3 separate regions of the Anser cygnoides genome follow, and regions 1 and 2 are each linked to region 3. The links are chromatin contacts, called in public Hi-C maps. All regions are on one chromosome and are shown on one strand. Each heading gives the region's core, a stretch centred on a gene start, on an enhancer-like site or on the middle of the called end of the contact. The rest is flanking DNA. Distances are from core to core; before and after follow the strand shown.

What was found. A called contact is a pair of places that touch in the nucleus more often than the background predicts.
Region 1: a contact with region 3 is called in a Hi-C map of liver, with 5 times the contacts expected there. The contact joins the promoter of RPL13 here to the enhancer-like site in region 3. A contact is called at or near these places in 2 of 7 Hi-C or Micro-C datasets (both in liver).
Region 2: a contact with region 3 is called in a Hi-C map of liver, with 6 times the contacts expected there. The contact joins the promoter of TCF25 here to the enhancer-like site in region 3. A contact is called at or near these places in 3 of 7 Hi-C or Micro-C datasets (all in liver).

The regions. Positions count from the first base shown.
Region 1 is chr12:1,475,797-1,479,334 of Taihu_goose_T2T_genome, forward strand. RPL13 (ribosomal protein L13) reads right to left here and starts at 1,853. Exons shown (of 6, transcript XM_048075062.2): 1 at 1,713-1,853; 2 at 1,429-1,544; 3 at 1,061-1,202. The coding sequence starts at 1,532. It overlaps SPG7 (SPG7 matrix AAA peptidase subunit, paraplegin), which reads right to left. Exons shown (of 17, transcript XM_048075057.2): 17 at 2,280-3,010. The coding sequence ends at 2,801. LOC125184154 (small nucleolar RNA MBII-202) reads right to left here and starts at 1,384; the gene lies at 1,307-1,384.
Region 2 is chr12:1,379,447-1,382,929 of Taihu_goose_T2T_genome, forward strand. It overlaps TCF25 (transcription factor 25), which reads right to left and starts at 1,992. Exons shown (of 18, transcript XM_067004367.1): 1 at 1,801-1,992; 2 at 740-907. The coding sequence starts at 1,959. It overlaps SPIRE2 (spire type actin nucleation factor 2), which reads right to left. Exons shown (of 15, transcript XM_067004449.1): 14 at 3,340-3,455; 15 at 2,688-3,238. The coding sequence ends at 3,043.
Region 3 is chr12:1,427,761-1,431,436 of Taihu_goose_T2T_genome, forward strand. It overlaps FANCA (FA complementation group A), which reads left to right. Exons shown (of 43, transcript XM_067004304.1): 40 at 1-47; 41 at 415-541; 42 at 963-1,055; 43 at 1,492-1,760. The coding sequence ends at 1,599. ZNF276 (zinc finger protein 276) reads right to left here. Exons shown (of 11, transcript XM_067004307.1): 9 at 3,222-3,339; 10 at 2,865-2,964; 11 at 1,686-2,464. The coding sequence ends at 2,179. Among named protein-coding and RNA genes, the nearest start is that of ZNF276, 7.9 kb to the right of the region's middle. Within about 2 kb of position 1,276, at least 3 of the 3 cell types and tissues checked have open chromatin away from gene starts, as enhancers often do. A contact at or near this core is called in liver, where this site is marked.

The sequences.
Region 1 (3,538 bases), core at 603-3,102, 49 kb after region 3:
CGACACCGCGCCGCTGAGCACAGCCCCCGGCCTCGGCACTCGACTGCAGCCCCCACCGGTGCCACCATTTAACTCTGATAGGTGCCAGATGAATTTATGGAGCCGGCACATGGCAACTGTTGGTCGCTGAACAGGGAAAGCTCCGTTAAAAAAATACTTTTGGTAACATCCTTAAGCAATAAGCTCGTTTTCTGTTTAAGAACATCTATGTTCCATTTTATATCCCAACATTATCTGAACGTTAAAGGAAAGCAAAGTAATGAAGCATTTGGCATTCAGAAGTACAGCTTTACTGCTTCGATGCGCTAATTTCACTGTTATAAATGCTTTAATTAGGCACTAAACAACACGCAAGAGGCTGGGGATACTGGCTGCCAGCAGTCGCTAACGTTTACTCCTGCTGCGTGGAACCAGGCCGGTGGGGCTTTCTGCGGGCCACCTCCCTCTCAGCTCACCACCAGCAGCTCCTCAGCTGAGCGCCACCTGGGAGGATGGCACAGCACCTTTTGCTGAAGCAAGGCGAGGGCGCTGAAAGCTTCCCCCAGTCTTTGCAGAGACCACGACCTACTCGTTCTACAGCACAAACGGGTCCACACCCACTACATTCTGTAGGGTTTGCAGTAACGTGTTTTATAAAGGAAGAGACATTTAACAACAAAACCTGCCAGTCCTTTTACTTAAATTAAGTTCAGGAGACCCTCTACCAGAATTCACCCACTGCCAGAATCTGATTTTAATATTTTGTTTTAACTGACAGTCTGACCAGGCACACCAGTATTTACTTTTTAAGTTAACCTTTCACTCTGTCGTGTTACTGCTTCCCCATGCCACAATTACAAAAAAAAAAAAAAAAAAAGACTAACATTTTGTATGCTTCTCCACAACCCACAAGAACAGCAACCGGTCCCTGGCTATGTGCAAGCTCAGCCAGTGCAAGCAGATACTGACACTTCAGTACACTGCAGCCACTCGTGACTTAATTTTACGCAAAAGAACAGGACGACGGAGCTCAAACTCGAGAGCTGGCCTTACCGGGCCGGGACAGCTCCTCCGTACTTACTTTCAGCTCCTCTAGGCTGAAGCCTCTGCCAGCACGGACTTTTTTGTGGTACCTGACGGTCGGGCACCTCACGATGGGCCGGACGGGCCCAGCCACGGGCCGAGGTGCGATGCGGCGAGCCTTTGCCTGGCGAGCCTTCCTCCTGGAGCGGGGGGCAGAGACCCGTCAGGGGCAGAGCCCTCCTGCCACCCCCCCCAGCCGCACCGGGGGCTCCCCAAACCCCCCCCCCCCCCCCCCCCCCCCCCGGCGGCTCCGGCAGTCATCAGCCAGGCAGGGTTCAAGCTCTCATCACGGCGCTGCAGCGATTCCGGAGGTTTCGCATCATCTGACCGCAGCCGGAGCCGCCCCGCTCCCCACTCCCCGCTCACCTGCGGATCTTGCGGGCGGGCTGGTTGAACCAGGTGGCCACCCGCCGCTGCCAGTCCTTGTGGAAGTGCGGCTTCAGGATCATGCCATTGCGGCTGGGCGCCATGGCGGCTGCGGCCTGCGGACACGGACATGGCTGGGCGCGGATCGCGCGGCATCGACCGGCCCAAAACCCCTCCGAGGCGTCCCCCGGGTCCTGCCCCGCTCCCCCGCGGGGCCCCGAGCGCCGCCCGGCGCGGCCCCGGCCGGATGGCGGCGGATGGAGCCCCGCGGCGCCGCCACTCACCTCCTGCCTGCGAAGATGGCCGACCGGAAAAGGGAAGCGCGGCCACTGCGCGCGCCGGAAGTGCGGAGGAGGCTCCGGGAAGATGGCGGCGCCGGAAGGGGCTCGTGGCGGCTTCACCTTGCCCGCACTCAAGATGGCGGCGGCTTTAAAGGGCCCCGCACCCGGGGGTAGGACGGCTCCCAGCTCCGGCCCGACCCCGAGCAGGGGGCTTGGAACCAAGGCCCGAGGGCTGGGGGGGAGATGGCGGGGGCCTGGAAGATGTCAGAGGGGTCCCGCAGGGTACAGACAGTCCTCGAGGAGTAACCCAGGACCGACAGTCCTGCCTGAAGGGGCCTGGCCCGGCCGGAGGACACCAGGCACCCAGCTCTTCTCCGCAGGGCTGGGTCCCAGCATCGCACCGTGGGCTCACGGTGGGTTGGGAAGGGGGGGTTTTCCCCTCGATCTCTGCTTCTGCGACCCTTGCGATAAAAACCAAGTATATGCCAGTGAAAAGAAAGCCCACGTCCTGTGCAACCCCGTACCTGCAGCACGCACTTCGCCATGCCTTGACACACCGTACAAACAACAGCACGTTAGAGGATTTATTCTAGTGCAGTCTGGTTTTCAGCTTCTATTTTATGTCCAGCAGCAAAGACAATCAAAGGTTACGGTGGAGTCACATAACTGCAGCCAGCTCAGTCTCCCAGGGGTTCGCTGCTGACCACTCTGGCACCGAGGGCAATGGCAGCGCACCCCTGGCACCCCACACGGCACAGCCAGAGGTAGCTGACAAGGGCTCCACAGCACATTTCATCCCTAAGAACACGTAAACAACATCCCTGTGTACAAGAAATCCTTCCAGCAGATTAGACTTACCCAACTCCTAACCACTACTACCCTGCTGGGAATCAATTTCAAAATCCTAAGGAGTTCTCCTTCCTGCAGGGAAAAGCTTGTTACAAGAGCCAGCGGAGCCATCCCTTCGTTTTTGGGGAACGGCATCACAGAGATTCCCTACTCGGTATCTTTGATTCCGGAGCTGAAGAGGGAAAGGGTCTGTGTTCAAAAGAAGCCTCTGGAGTCCTCCCATTCCACATAAAGAGGGGGCTTCACACTGGTCTCAGGCGTGGTTCCTCCTCCTCCTCGTGGTTTGGTGGCTGCTGGGGCATTTCTTCGTCTCTCGTGTCTTGCTTGTCTCTCTCTGCTTGAAGCCAGCTCTGAGGAGCTATCATTTTCTTCGGCCCGTAGGGTGGAGGCCCAATCAAAGCTTCGATGTCATCATAATTTATCACTTCTTTCTCCAGGAGGGCATTAGACAGCTATAAAGAGTAAATAAGGCATAATGAGGCACAGAGGTCTGAAAACAGCCCCTCTGAACTGACCTGACCTCTCCCTGCCAGCTCAACTTGGACCTCCACATCTGGCCACAGCACGTGCTGGAGCCCGCAGGGAACAGGGCCCCAGCCACCACGCTGCAGCCGGTGCGACCCGAGCGCCCGCCGAGCCGGTACAAAGCTCTCCGGGCAGCCGGCACCTTTCACAAGCGTGTTTTTGGCCAGAAACGCCAAGTATGACTGGAGGCGATAAAGCCTGCTTTAGGAAATGATTCGGCAAGGCAGAACCGCGGGGACGATCGGGGAAGCGCCCTCACTGCCGCTGTCCCGGCACCTGTGGCCCTGCCTAAGGAGGCAGAGCGACGGCAGACGAGGCTGGAGCCAGACCCGGACCCCTCCCCTGCGCACAGAACGCGTCCCAGATAGCGGAGCTGTCCCTGCAGGCACGGGCTGAGGGTCACCAGGAAGGTGCTCCCCGGGAATGCCAGCTCTCCAGCCCCTCCGCAAGCAGGG
Region 2 (3,483 bases), core at 742-3,241, 48 kb before region 3:
AAGTGTTTACATCATTTGCCCAAAACCAAATGCTCACTGAGCATTCACCCAAGAGCCTAGCACCACCTACAGCGTAGCACTATGTTAATTGTGCAACAATGAGTGCGGAGAAGCAACCTCTGCTCCTGAATCCTAGCAGCGCTTTCCTTCCCACGTGCTCTATATAACCCCAGCACCCACAACAACATTGCACAAGGTCTTCCTCGAGAAAACATTATAGGAGCCTCCCCTCTGAAGCCATGAAATATCCCCCAGGCCCCACGCAGAGATGCTGCGCACCCTGCAGGCTCCTAGACACGGCCCTCAGCACCATGCTGCTCATCCTCCTCCAGCCAGTGCTCACACAGGGGCTGGGACAAGCAGGAGCTGCAGGCAGGCAGGCACCTTGCTCTTGCTCTCTGAAGGAGCTCTAGGGTGCAGGCTCACTACCTCCCCAGCTAAAAACCTGGCACGTGAGCTCAGCAAGCTACCAGCTAGTGAACAGGGTGAATACAGACAGCCTGCACTTCTAACCAGACGTTAACTTGCACCTACTTACAATTTAGTTTTAGGCTCCCCATGAGCACACCTGCCCCGACACCCGTGTTCTCAGCCTCTGACAAAGCCCACACACAAGGAACACATTTGTCTATCACCAACAAAGCCGCTCAGCTCGAGCGGAGGCAGGAATATGCGACACCTTCTCTCTGCTTCTTGTGGGGCAACAACTGTCACTGCAAGGTACCTGCAGCAGCATTACCGTTTGGTCCGGCCGGTCTGCCTCTTCCCCGTTCCTCTGCCCATCGCCTTCTGTCTCCTCAGGTACGGACTCTTCATCGTTCCTCTCTGACGCATTGTGCTCTTTGAGCCTGGTATCTGCCCGCTCCTCTTTGGATGGGAGGTCATCCTCCGGTTCTTCACTGGTGATCTGTGCAAACAGAAGAACGAGCTGCAGCAGCAGGCGGCACAAAGCCGTGCTCTGCCCTCTCCCACACCCACAAGGACAAGACTGCACAGGCATCTGTTCTACTCACACCTGCAAAGGACAGAGCAAAGCACTGCAGGCGCAGACCAGGGCTCAGCTTCCCAGCTGCCCTCTCCAGCACACAGAGCGGGCACAGACGCTCATTTAAAGCCCAGCACCCAGCTGGGGCAGCCCAGCACCTGCCGACCAGCCAGAGGGGAGCACAGGGCCACGACCACGTGCCTGCTACACAGCACAGTGCACAGCCCATCTGGCCTCTTGCAAGAGGCTCCAAAGCCAGCCTTGTGCATGCTCCCACAACCAAGCCTCAGGGAAGCGCTGGGGCTGGCCAAGGTGCCCAGAGAGGAAACACTGGGCTCTGTCACCCCGGGGAGCCACCGGTGCCATCAGATCACCAGCACTGGGACACCACAGGGCTGGCAGGCTGGGGGCAGCAGTGCTCCAACTAAAACCGCCACCGCTGTCTGAGCGCCCCAGCGCTGAGCCCAGCTCCCCCAGCACAGCACAGCCCTGCCCCGTGCCCCCAGACCGGTGTCCCCCCGACCCCCCGGTGCCGCACGGCCCCGAGCCCACCCCTGTGCTCCCCCATCTCCCCCCCCAGCCCCCCCCACCTCCATCCCAGGCCTCCCGGACCCCCCTCACCCCCCCCAGCACCCCCAGCTCCTTCCCCGCAGCCCCCCCAGCACCCTCCCCAGAGCTCCGTCCCCTCGGCCACCCCCCGGCCTCTCCCTCCTCGAGCCCCGTCAGCGCCTCCCGGTCCCCCCCGGTCCCTCCAGGCCCCCGCCCGCCCCCCCCATATCCCCCCATATCCCCCCGACCCCCCCTCAGCCCCTCACCAGCTCAAAGCGGTTGCTGACGCCGCTCCGGCCCCGAGCGACCCCCTCCGGCCGCTGCTGCCCGCTCTCGGGGCCGTCGGCCGGGCCCAGCTCGCCCAGGCCCGGCTCCTGCTGGCCCCGCTGCTCGCCCCGCAGCCGCCTCAGGGCCCGCCGCGACATGGAGCCCCCGGCCGGGCCGCACCGCGCCTGCGCCGCCCGCAATGCGCACGCGCGCGCCTCCCAGCCTGTCCCTGTTCCCGCGCAGGCGCGGTGCGCGCCCCCGGGACTTGTTTCGCGCCCCCCCCGCGCAGCCCCAGCGTGAAATATGTCCCGGGGGGGGGGGGGGGGGCGCTGCTGTTCCATGGTGTCTGCGGGGGGGGGGCGGCAATGGGGAGCCCCGGGACGTGGGGGGGCACGGGGCTGGGACACACATACACACATGGGGGGGTGTCTGGGGACAGGGGTGTCTGGGGATGGGGGTGTCCAGGGACAGGGGTGTCTGGGGACAGGGATGTCTGGGGATGGGGGTGTCTGGGGACGGGGGGGTGTCTGGGGACATGGGGGTGTTTGGGGATGGGGGTGTCTGGGGACAGGGATGTCTGGGGATGGGGGTGTCTGGAGACATGGGGGTGTCTGGGGATGGGGGATTGGGCTGTGGGAAGGGGCAGGGGGACTTCCCCACGGTGCCCCCGGGGTCCACAGCCCGTCCCGCGGGGTGCTGAGCATGGCGGGGGGGCAGCCGCCCCAGCCAGGGCTGCCCCGGGACCCACGGGGCCGTGGCGGTGCGGAGTGGGGCCGTGGGACGGCCAGCTTTGAGGCCACAGGACACGGGGACAGCCCCACATCCCCCCAGCACCCCGCTTCCCGACCCCCCCCCCCCCCGAGCCCCCCAGCACAGGAGCCGCCGCTGTGGCCCCGAGGGGCAGCCCGGGATGGTTTATTAGCCAGGGGCCGCTATGTACAGAGAGCCGCGGGGCCGTAAGGCGTCCCAGCCCCACCAGGCCTTGGCACCGGAGCGGGGCTGGGGGGGCTGAGGGTGCCCCGGGGGGGGCCCATCCCCGAGGGTCCCCGTCCCCAAAGGGCCGTGCCAGCGTCCCCTCAGCGGCGGGGACAGGAGGCTCCCGCGGGGACGTGGGCTGGGAGACACGGAGCCGGCCTGCCGCTGGCCCCGCGCCCCCCTGGTCCGTCAGGTATATAAATATAGAGGCTGTGTGTATCCGTCTATGTATATATGTACATCCCGGCGGGGCCGGCGCCGGGCCCTCACTTGTACCAGGACTCGCAGCGGGCGGCGCGGCGCGGCGCGGCGTTGAGGACGGCCACGCTGCGGCGGCTGGAGCAGATGACGTCGGTGACGAAGCCGGTGCAGTCGCTGCAGACGTCGCGCAGGACGGAGCCCTGGGCGTAGATGTGGGGGAATTCCTCTTCCACGCGGCGCCAGCCCGGGCCCGGCAGCGAGCTGTGGGCACAGAGCGCGCCGTCAGCCCCAGCCGGGGAGGAGGAGGAGGCCGGGAGGAAGGCAGCGGAGGGCGCGGGGCCCTCGTGGGGTACGGGACTCACTGGAAGGTTTCCCTCCTGCGCAGCGGCAGGGCTTTGGCCAGCAGTGATCCCGGGAGGCTCTCGAAGCCCAGTGCGTAGACGGGGATGTGAGCCAGCTTCTTGGAAGGCATCTTCATCTGCCGGGGCGTGCAGGCGTCAGGGACA
Region 3 (3,676 bases), core at 26-2,525:
GCAGCCTCCGACTGCCACAGCCGGCTCTTGCCTCTTGCGTTCTACAGGTACCGAATGTCCTGCTGGTTTCAGGAGGAATGAGGGAGGATGTGGTGGGTGGCTGACGTGGACAGCAGCTGGCCTGTTGGCGAGCTGAGCTCCTACGTTAGCTGGGCAGGAGAGAACGCTGGATCATGGCAGGGCTACTGTTTTAGAAACCCCCCATCTCTTTTGCTAGAAGTTTCCCTTCATCTTTGTGCTTCAAATGGAAGTGTCCCAGGCTGTGTTATCGCTCCTGGCAGGGGGTGGCCCTGCACACAATGGGACTTGTGAAATAGATGGCAGCGGGAGCACTACCTGAATTTACCTCGTGTCTTGCTGTTAGAAACTAAGGTGGAATTGGCACTGACTGGGTACGTGTGTGACTTCCCATAGTCTCACCCCTGGCTTTGATCAGGAGCTGCTTGCTAGAGAGCAGCTCTTCCTCTACGTGGCGCTCGACCTCTACATCCAGCTGCTTCAGCTCTTTGTGGAAGGGAAGGACCTGCCCCAGACTGACCAGGTGGGACAAGGCCCAGACCCTGCGGAACACGTGAGTGAAGCTCAGGCTCTTTTTCCTCTCCTAACTGTGAATCCTATCCATTTTCCCTTCCCCCTGCTGCTTGCAGCGTCCCTCTTGTTCTTACTCTCCTGTACAAAGCGGTGGGATCGCGTGGAGATGCCTCTGCGGGCAGGCAGCGTGTTCCCAGCCTGGGGTGAGGGGCTGCAGGCGCTGCTGGTGCCTGAACCCTCAGCTGCCCCACTGCTGTCCTACTTGTACGGGGCCTTAGAATGGATGGAGCCCTTGAGCGAACGATCTGCTCAGCTTGTGCCTGGGCCGTGGGCACAGCCTGGTGGTCCCTGTGCCCCTGCTGGAGGCAGGGGCTGAGCGCTGAGTGACACCGCTGGGGGCTCGGCAGTGCCTCGTCTCGTCTGTTCCTCAGGGGGATCCCGTGGAGGTGATCTCGAAGGCCCGTCGGTTCCTGCTTGCTGCAATTCCTCGCTGCCCTACCAGAAGCTTTGGAAACGTAGGACCGGTGCGTTGAGCATTTTCTCTCCTCCCAGCCTGAGAGCCCAGTGTCTGAGCAGCACCAGCTTGTGTAGCCTTTCTTGCCACACTTCACTCGCTTAACGGGCGGCAGGCAGCGTGCTGCCGTACCAGGCATTGGAGCAGCAGCCACCTGCTGTTCGACCTGTGCTATAGCCACTGCCATCCCGCTGCCCTGCTGCAGGCTCTCAGCTCCGTTAAACATTACCCTCATGCTCTCTTGCTTAATGCTTGGTCTTACGGAAAGTGCCAGGCCCGGTTACGGGGCAGGTGGTGCAATCCCCACGCGCACGGCGCTGGCTGCCTGCAGCCCCTGATGGCCGCAGCGGTCAGCAGCAGCTGCCTGCACAACTCACTGCTGTTGCTGTAACTTGCTCTGAGGAAGCACGAGCGGGCCTAACACCCAACACGTGCCCTCTCCCCAGTTACTAGACGCGTGTGACCAACTTGACCCCGAGCTGGGAGCCATCCTCCTGCATCGCTCGAGGCCGGCCGCAGCTCTGGACCTGGACGAGGAGCTGGTTCTGTTCTGAGGGCCAGGCAGCGCCACCCTGCTGACTGGGGACAAGGGACAGACCCCGTGCTACCTTTCTGTCTCACCAGTGCTGTTTCTTTCCAATTACTTTGTAAATAATTTATTACAAGCATAACCATGAAGCTCTTGTTACAATAAAAAGTAGGTTACAAATTTCAATTTAGTCTTACTTTGGGAATTTTTTTTTTTTTAAACCAAAACAAAATGTCTGCTGAAAGTTGCTCCACTGTCCTAGGTACCCTTACAGCCACCTGCGGGCAATACTGTACAGGCAGCAGCTTGTGCAGGTCGGTAACAGTTGTGGGCCAACTCTGTTTCTACAACTGTGTGCGTGGGGAGAACGGGGACAAGAAAGGGGTGCTGCCAAACATCCACTCCCCTTGGATTAGACAGACTCTTAGTACAACACTGCTGAATCAGACGTGAGCATGGAGAATCACAGCATGATAACAAGCTTTTTCTGAGCAAGCTGAAGCTAATTCCACTGAGTTCTTTGGAGACTAAAATGTAGATTAAAAATCTCCACTCTGCTGTATAGTTTCTACAGGGCTGGACTGGGAAATCTGCCCCATCCCCCTCAGGTGGGCTCCTGCTGTGCAGTCACTTCTGGCTTTACTGCCTGGCTCTCTGAAGTCCCTGAAGTATTTAGGAGGAGAATAGGCTCTGGCTCCAGTGGCTTGGTTTTGTCCTGAGTCTGGGTCAGAGGGTGCACCATGGACATGTGGACGTTAAGGTTATGGGCCTTCTCAAAACGCTTCCCACACTGGTCGCAGGCAAACTCCAGCTCCGTCTCGGCTTTGTGTTTGGTCATGTGGTACTTGAGCGATGCGCGCTGCCGGCACTGGAACCCGCAGATTTCACACCTGCAAGGCAAGGCACAGGCTTAGCTCCCAGCCCAAGCTGTCTGGCACAGGGACCAGCTCACCTTAGGCTGTGCTGACCAGGACCTGGGGCTGCAGGAGAAGAACAAATGCCACAGCCTCAGGGGCTGGCTCGTAGCATCTCCTAAAACTGCCCGGGACAAGCAACACCCTAACCCTCAGGGCTGGAGCTGAGCAGTCGCCTGAACAGGAGCAGAAGGGGTGAGACCTGCTCAGCAAAGGGACGTGCTGGAGCTGGGGCACGCGCTGCAGAAGCGGATGAACATTTAAAGTGCTACAGGCAGGGCTGGGGGCAGGGAATTACCCTGTGCTAAGGACACCAGAGCTTCCTGACGCCTTCTGTCCCGTTTTTAGCTACGAACAGATGATGATGTGCACTTACTGGAGGGGCTTCGCTCCCGAGTGCCGCATCTGATGGACCGAGAGGTGTTTGCGTTGCTTAAAGGTCTGCCCGCATTCATCACAGATATAATTCCGTACCTCTGCAAGGGAAATGAGGAAAGGATGGCCGCTACTGCATGAACCACACACGAACAGCTGCCCACAGTTACTGGGGGAAGCTGAATTCCTCCCCCTGCCTCAAATCCCCCACACGATGGCTTCTTACAAGCTTCTGTGTCAGGATGACAGTTCTGCAGCCCCCACAGAGCCTTGCTACAGCGCCCATCAGCCTCGTGCAATGAATCAGTTGGCACTGCTCACACCCATCCCCAGTGTGATCAGGACTGTGCAGACCCACCTGTATGAATGAGTTTCACGTGCCGCTGCAGGTACCGGTCAATCATGAACACCTTGTTGCAGCCTGGATGAGGACAGGGCCTCTCCCGAACTTCTTCGTGATGCTCTTTGATGTGTTTCTGTAAAGAAAGGACAGAGCTTCTAAATGCTGATCTTAAAGCGGAGATCACGGCTGCATTTTTTCCAGAGGAAAAAAAAACAATCCCCCAGGAAATGAGACCCCCATCCTGGCAGCCTTGCGCACCGTCACTGTTTTGCCGTGAAAAAGAGACTTGCATCCAAATCCATCCCTGGCAGCAGGGACTTAACAGGACACAGCGCAGCTCGTTCCAAGGGCTGCTGCCGAGCCAGTGGCAGGCTTCCAGAACAGGAGGAGCGCGCTGAGCCAGAGCAGCTCCTTTTCCTTTTGGAAGCACAGAAAACGGCCAGGGACGCTGGACGGACTGCTCCCTTCCG